2 separate regions of the Cricetulus griseus genome follow, and region 2 is linked to region 1. The links are chromatin contacts, called in public Hi-C maps. All regions are on one chromosome and are shown on one strand. Each heading gives the region's core, a stretch centred on a gene start, on an enhancer-like site or on the middle of the called end of the contact. The rest is flanking DNA. Distances are from core to core; before and after follow the strand shown.

What was found. A called contact is a pair of places that touch in the nucleus more often than the background predicts.
Region 2: a Hi-C map of fibroblasts shows a contact between it and region 1, with 4 times the contacts expected there. The contact joins the enhancer-like site here to the promoter of Etv6 in region 1. A contact is called at or near these places in 2 of 8 Hi-C or Micro-C datasets (fibroblasts and liver).

Annotation. Positions count from the first base shown.
Region 1 is chr8:14,936,967-14,940,707 of CriGri-PICRH-1.0, forward strand. Etv6 (transcription factor ETV6) reads right to left here and starts at 1,534. Exons shown (of 7, transcript XM_035448458.1): 1 at 1,222-1,534. The coding sequence starts at 1,254.
Region 2 is chr8:15,005,322-15,008,904 of CriGri-PICRH-1.0, forward strand. No RefSeq gene overlaps it. Among named protein-coding and RNA genes, the nearest start is that of Etv6, 69 kb to the left of the region's middle. Within about 2 kb of position 1,595, at least 1 of the 6 cell types and tissues checked has open chromatin away from gene starts, as enhancers often do.

The DNA.
Region 1 (3,741 bases), core at 284-2,783:
TAACAAAATCCCTTTCCCTCTCCCAGATCCTAGATGAAACACTGTTAAAACAGGAGAAATTTCCCTAACTCCCCACCGAAGAAAACAGGTTACATGTCCATTGTTTCTATAACATCCATGTAAGGGGCACACACTAAACAGGCCACGCCAGAAGCAAACTTCACAACCTCTGCCTTGCACAGGGAACAGAAAGCTTGCCTCCTGGTGACTGGTGGAACCTTGAAATAAAGTACCCCCCAAAAAATGCACCATGGGAAAAATAACTGGGGGACACAGACAAGTCATCCTGCCTCCCAATGGTGGCAAACTTCACAACAACTTTTTAAAAGCAACAAACTACAGCATCGCAGCCTATATAGACAGACTGTATATATTCGTGCGCGCACACACACACACACAAGACTACCTGGAAGAACAAGGGTTGTTTGCAAATATTCCTCCTGAACTTAGAACAGGCCAGGGAACCCGGAGACTGCAGCTCTTTTTTTTTTTTTTTCAACACCTTCTCTGCACTGTCAGAGGAGGTCATTTTGCCTGGTCACTTCTTTCCACCCTGCATCACAGGACTTTTCTATTTTCATGGGCACTAGAGTTAAATAACTATTCGGCAACTTTATTCACCTTAGTTTAATTTTTTTCCCCTTATGCAATGCCCAGGAAAAGCTGACAGACCAAGACTGTCTTAGGGCTCGCAATCACAATCAGTAGAGAGGCGGCGGGGGGGGGGGGGGGGGGTTTAAAAAGCTTGTGTGATAGAACCCAGAGTCCTGAAAGAAAGAAAGAGACAGACCATCCTAGTGGGGCCCCTAGAACTTTTTCCCTAGGGAGACCACCCCTCGGGAACAAAAGTTACAGTTTAGTCACATGTTGGGCGTAGGAATAAGGAGAAGGGGTTTTTCTTTTTCCTTTCTTATTTTTAAGCGCACTAATTACGGAGGTGTTCTACAGATCTGAAGACAAACCGGGTTCCTCCTACCAACTGAGACCGGCATTACACTGTCAAAAAGAAAGGGGGTGGGATGGGGGGCCCAGGAGCCCACACGGGGCTCGGCGGGAGAGGGGTGTAGCAAGGTTATGCTAAAGGGTACAGCCGCTGCCACGAGCTGCATCTCTTTCCCTCGCGCCCCAAATAATTCCCCGCGAGCCCAGCAACTGCACCAGCAGCCCCGGGGCGAGGGGGTTCCGATCGCCCAAGGGGAAGGAGGAGAACCGAATCGTTACCTTAATGCTACACTGAGCAGGAGTCTCAGACATGTCTCACAGCGAGAGGGATCAGGAAGTTCTCAGTTTTTTTCCACTTTCCTTTCCTCTCCCCAACCCAGAAACGCTCGGCGGGGCAGCGGGACGCGGTCATTTAAGAAGTTTCTTGCAGCATCGCCGGCGGCGGCCGCCCGGGGGGGGTCTTCGGAGCGCACGGGTCGGGCGCGCGGCGCGGCGCGGGGGCGTGGGAGCCGGCGAGCACGGCGTGGGGTGTGCGGGTCGCGGCGCGGCGACCGGGCGCAGCCGGCCGGCCTCGCGTGTCTCCTCCCACCCGCGGCCGGCGCGCCGCCCCCGCCCTCCCTCTCTCCCTCCCTCCTTCCCTCCCTCCCTCCCCGCGGCGCTCGCTAGCTCGCTCGCTCGCTGGCTCGCTCCCTCCCTCCCTCCCTCTCTCGAATGTTTTCCTTCCTGGAAGAGAGAAACTGAAAGGCGGAACTGAGAAAGCTCTCTGCTCATTGATCTTGAGAGTTTCAGGGCACAAACTGACGTGAATTCCCAGCACCGGGCTCTGCCTCTTAAAGGAGCCACCAGGAAATAAAAGCTCGGGTTACCGCGGGCCGCGGGGAAATCAAAAGGCGTGCGGAGGGGGGAGTGGAGGGAGGGAGGGGCGCGCGGGGTGCCCACGGGGCCGCCCCGAGGAGGACGCCTCCGGGGAGACCTCGCAGCGTGGCCCCGGGACTCTCTTAAGCCTGGTTCCTCCCGCTCCTGCCACCCGTGGCTTGCACCTCCGGGGTACCCTGGGCCGCACACAGCGGGGGCTTTTCCGTGCGCTCCCCGGGGCGCAGATGCAGCCCGGGGGCCCGCGGTCTAGGAAGGGGCTTTCCGGGAAGGACGCGGCGCCGCAGGAGGAAGCGAGACAATGGCCTTTGTTCTGCGCGCCGACCGCGGCCGCTTTAAGAGAATCCACCAGGAAATGGGAGCTCGGGTTACAGGCTGCGCACGGGGAAGTGCGGGGCGCGACGCCGGAGACAAAGCCGCGCGGCCGCGCTCGGCCCGGGGACGCGGCGGCGAGCGAGCGGCGGGCGGGCGGGGGCTCCCCGCGCCGGGGGGCGCCCCTCGGCCTGACCTCCCGCCTTCCCCGATTCGAAATCCCCCGGCCATTTAAAGCCACAGCGGCCGCTACCAACCGACGGAGGTGACTGGACTACAAAGTTGACAGGGCGCGTTCCTGCAGATCTCAGCCCTCCCCTGGGCCGCTGCTCGCGCTCGGTCATTGGCGGAGGGCATGGCCCGGGGGTCCTGCAGAGGAGGGGCAGCCAGAATCCTGGGGCCGAGGCGCTAGCCCTGAGCACCGGCGTGATATCAGATCGCTCGGTTTTTATTGCTATTTATAATCTCTTAAAAAATGCCCCCACTGCAGAAGATGGTGTTTAAATTCTCACCCCGCTAGTGCATACAGGGTTTAATGTGTGGACATACGATGTAGGACTAAATGCACGACCGTTTTGTCTGTTGTAAAATAAACGTAAAAACGTGTGAGTGTGGAAACGCATTATATTCGTGTTCCCTGCTGAGGACCACTCTGGTTTTCCAGACCCTCCCCTCTATTTCCACTGGTTTCTTTGCAAGAGAGGGGGAGGGGGCAGGGTTGTTTTGAAGCAAGGTCTCCCATTGTAGCCCTGACTGGCCTGGAACTCACTCAGGCTGACCTGGAACTAGTAAGTCATTCTGCCTCTGCTGTTTTTTTTTTTTTTTTTTTTTTTTTTTTTTTTTTTCTTGCACACTTTTCAGCATCATAAAATGTCCTCAGACTTTCACAAACAATACTTCCGTTCATGCATTCATCAGAACACCAAACATTATTAAAAGGGTTGGGGTAGGAAGGCACCTCCTTGCTGATACAATGGGAACTTTTTTTCTTTTCTTTTTTTTTTTTTTTTTGGGAACCTCCAGGCACCACAACCAGTTTTGTCATCTTGTAGTCGTGATCCCCAAGAGAACTTATCCTTATATACATAGTCCCAACACATCTGCATTTACCCATTCTTATCCCCCACAAATACCTACCTTTACTCCCGTAGCTTTCTGTTTGTTTCTGTTTGTTTGGTTTTTTTGTTTGTTTGTTTGTTTATTTTTTCGAGACCAGGTTTCTCTGTGTAGCTTTGGAGCCTGTCCTGGTACTCGCTCTGTAGACCAGGCTGCCCTGGAACTCAACTAGAGATCTGCCTGCCTCTGTGTCTCGTCCCTAGTGCTGGGACTAAAGGCGAACGCCACTACTGCCCGTTTTTTTGTTGATTTTATATTAGAGTTTTGTTGTTGTTGTTGTTGAGTTTCTTTTGTTTGTTTGTTTTGAGACGGGTCTTACACTATAGATCAGACTGGCCTTGAAGTCCCATCCATCTACCTCCTGAGTACTGGGATTAAAGGTGTGCACCACCCCACCCAGACAATTTTCAGGTTTTCTTGAGCCTGTAGTCCAGGTTGGCCTTGACTTGAAGCAGAGAATTACCCCAATTTTTGATTCTGCCTCCACCTTCCAAGTGC
Region 2 (3,583 bases), core at 345-2,844, 68 kb after region 1:
CCCAGCAACCACATGGTGGGTCACAACCCTCTGTAATGAGTTCTGGCTCCCTCTTCTGGCATGGAAATGTATATGTAAACAGAACACTGTATGTAATTAAAGAAACATCACACCTTCTCATTTACAGTTCCTGGATTCTGTATAGACCCATGAATAAAACATCTAAGTTGGGTGTGGTGCTGCATGCCTTTACATAGGAGGCAGAGGCAGAGGCAGCTGTGAGTTCAAGGCCAGCCTAGTCTACATTTGGAGTTCCAGAATAGCCAAGGCTATATTGGAGACACTGTCTAAAAATGAAATGCTGTGCATATGATATGAAAGTAGAAGTGAAACTGTATAGGGAGCTTTGGGAACTAACAAGAGGGAAGAGTTTAAGAAAGTAGGGTGGGAGGCCTGGGGGGGTATGCTCACAGACAGTATATACTTGTATGAAGACATAATCTACAACATTCTGCTAAAACTAAGTAGAAAGACCATGCTACTGATAGGATACGAAAAGAACATTACTGTTTCAAATGATGCCATTTTCCAGTTTAGATGAGTCTTTCCTTCATTCATTCAATCGGCAAATAGACCCACCATGTGCCAGGTCCTGCACAAGATGCTAGAAAAACAGACACCAACTTGATGCCCTTCCTCCCACGAGGCATGCATTAATAACTAAATGAAATCTCACCTAAGATGGTGAAAGTAGGGGTATGCCTTCAGTCTAGTTATCTCCTTCTGCCACCTGCTGGGCATTTTCTTCTTCATGGCTTTCAGGTATGCAAGGACCAAGGAACTAGCGTTTCTAAGAGGGAGTTGGAGGAAGTCTATTTTCACAAGCTGGACCATGCAATTTTTTTCTTTCATTTTAACACATGAGTTTTAGAGTATTTTACAAATTGGTTCTTATTTTAATTGTACACATTTATGGGGCACGCGTGATCATTTAATATTTGTATGTAAGGCAAGATGACCAGAGAAGAATAGCTAATGTTTGTATCTTAAACATTTAACAATTTTTAAATTAATCCATAATAATCACACATAGTAACCATAGGTATTTCCAGGGCACAGGGTAGTGTTTCAGTACCTCTGTCCACACATTCTTGGTAAGTACAGTTCTCTTCACCTCCACCCAAATCCCTGGGGCTCCAACCCAACTCCTGTAGAAGAGCAGTTCCTCTCACTGAGGCACGGCCCTGTGTGCCAGGACAGTTGCTCTCTTTCTGCCCTTCCCATAGAGTTTTCCCAGTGAGCTTCTGCTTGAAGAACGTTTTGACTTTCTGTGGCTTCTTTCCATTCTGGTGGGAGTTTGAATTTCTTGCCTGGACAGATGGAGGTGTGTGCCTGGATTGCCTAACCCAGGCCTGAAAGAGTCAGAGGCTTTTGCAGCAGGCACTCCCAACCTATTTGGAACCCTCTCTCACTTCTGGAAGGCAGCAGTGTCATGGGGATGAGAAGGAGTTACTAATACCTTCTCATGGTTGTCTGGGCTGCTTTTAAGTGCTACATGGAGGTTGGGACACACAGGATTAGGCACTGAATAGCCCATTTGCTCTGCATCATCACTTCTTAAAGTAGGTCAAACACATAATGGAAGGGTTCAGTCACAGGAGGAGACCGACCAGTCTCACAAAGTCCATGGCTGACTCAGGTGCATGCCTCGTTCTCCTCTGCTCCAAGCCAAGAACTCATCAGTTATTGTTAATGCTTTATTTAGGAAAGATTAACCAAGTGTATACTAGTTGGTTGGATATATAACTTTAGAGAGAACTATTTCTCATAGTCACCTCAAAAGTCGTTTGGGACTTACGGAGATAAGACTAATTGACGGAATAGTAAACATCCTTTTAGAAATACTTCCAATACCTGGTTGGCTGAGTGCCAGCACTAAAGCAGCTGAAACAGGAGGATTGCAAGTTTGAGCCAGCCAGGGCTATATAACAAGACCGTGTCTTAGAAAACCAAAACCCAAATAAAACACGATTTAAAATATTTATTTTTAAAAATTATGGGTGTCTGTGTGGGTATGCACATGTGAGTGAAGACACTCGTGGAGGCCAGAGGAGGGCGCCAGATCTCCTGGAGACAGAGATACAAACAGTTTAGTGACCTTAGTGCTGGAAAAGAACTCAGTCCTATGCAAGTAAGAGCAGTATGCTGTCTTAACTGCTCAGCCATTACTCCAGGCCCTAAACAAACAATCTTAGCAGTGATAGTCTTATTTCTTACCCCCAAACAGTAGTTGAGAGCATTTGTTATTCTGGCAGTGGACCCAGGTTTGAGGCCCAACACCTACATTCTGGTTCACAGCTACCTGTAACTTCACTTTCAGAGTATGTGGTACCATCTTCTGACCTCTGTGGGCATCAGCCACACATATGGTACACATACATGCATGCAGATGAACACTCAAGCACATCAAATAAATATAAATATTAAAAATATGCACCCTTTCATTCATGTCTCCTGTCTGCTGCAAACCCTTTCCTCTGGAACCCCAGGCTTGTAGTTCTTGACTCTGAAAATTTAAGGGTGTGTCCTGTGTTGAATGGCACAGTATTAAGTCAGCAGCTGAGTTCCTTCTTTGACCCTCTGTTTCTTGCTTCCTCCTCCTCCTGCTCCTGCTCCTCCTCTTCCTCCTTCTTCTCCTTCTTCCTCTTCCTCTCCCTCCTCCTCTCCCTCCTCTTCCTATCCCTCTTCCTCTCCCTCTGGTTTGATAAATTAGTTCGTCAATTCCTTCAGTTCCCTTGTCACTCTGATCATCTCTCAGACTTCGATTCTTCTTCTCCTATCCTATTTCTTGCTATTCTGTTGATGATGGCCATTGTCAACACAGCCTGTTCTCTCCACACCTGAACAACGCTGGGATGTAACCCAGCCTGGCTAGCTGTGTCCCATCCTGTAGGGGGAGTCTTCCTTGCCAGCGGCAGCTCCCAATTAATCACCCAGAGACTTAATATTAACTGTAAGTGCTTGGTTAATAACTCAGGCTTGTTACTAGCTAACTCTTACATTTAAATTAGCCCGGAGCCCATATTTCTTAGCTATGCTTTGCCATGTGGCTTGGTTCCTTCTCGTGTTGACTGAAGACCAGAAACTCAACAGGAACCTCCCCCCACCCCAGGCTTTAACACCAGGTTGGAAATGTTAAGGAATCCAGTCTCATGGATGGAGCAGCTCCTGTATTCTCAGCCTCTCCAGCAGATGGCCATTGTTGGACTATCTAGCTGGTATTGTGCTAGCCAATTGAACAAACCTCCTTTGTAATATATACTCATTCTGTGGGTTCTGTTCCTGAGAATACTAACACAGCCCCCTTTCCCCTTCACTGTGTATCACAGCTTTCACTAGAGGTGCAGGATGCAGGTAGCAGAAGGAAGGCAAGAGAGGCAGTTTTTTTTTTTTTTTTTTTTTTTTTTTTTTTTTTTTTTTTTTTTTTTTTTTTTTTTTTTTTTTTTTTTTTTTTTAGATAGGGTCTCACTGTGTGGCTCTCCATAATGTCTACTCATTATGTAGACCAAGCTGTCATTGAACTCACAGATATGAACTTTGCATCTGCTTCCCAATTATATCTCCAAGGTTGACCAAGTTTTCA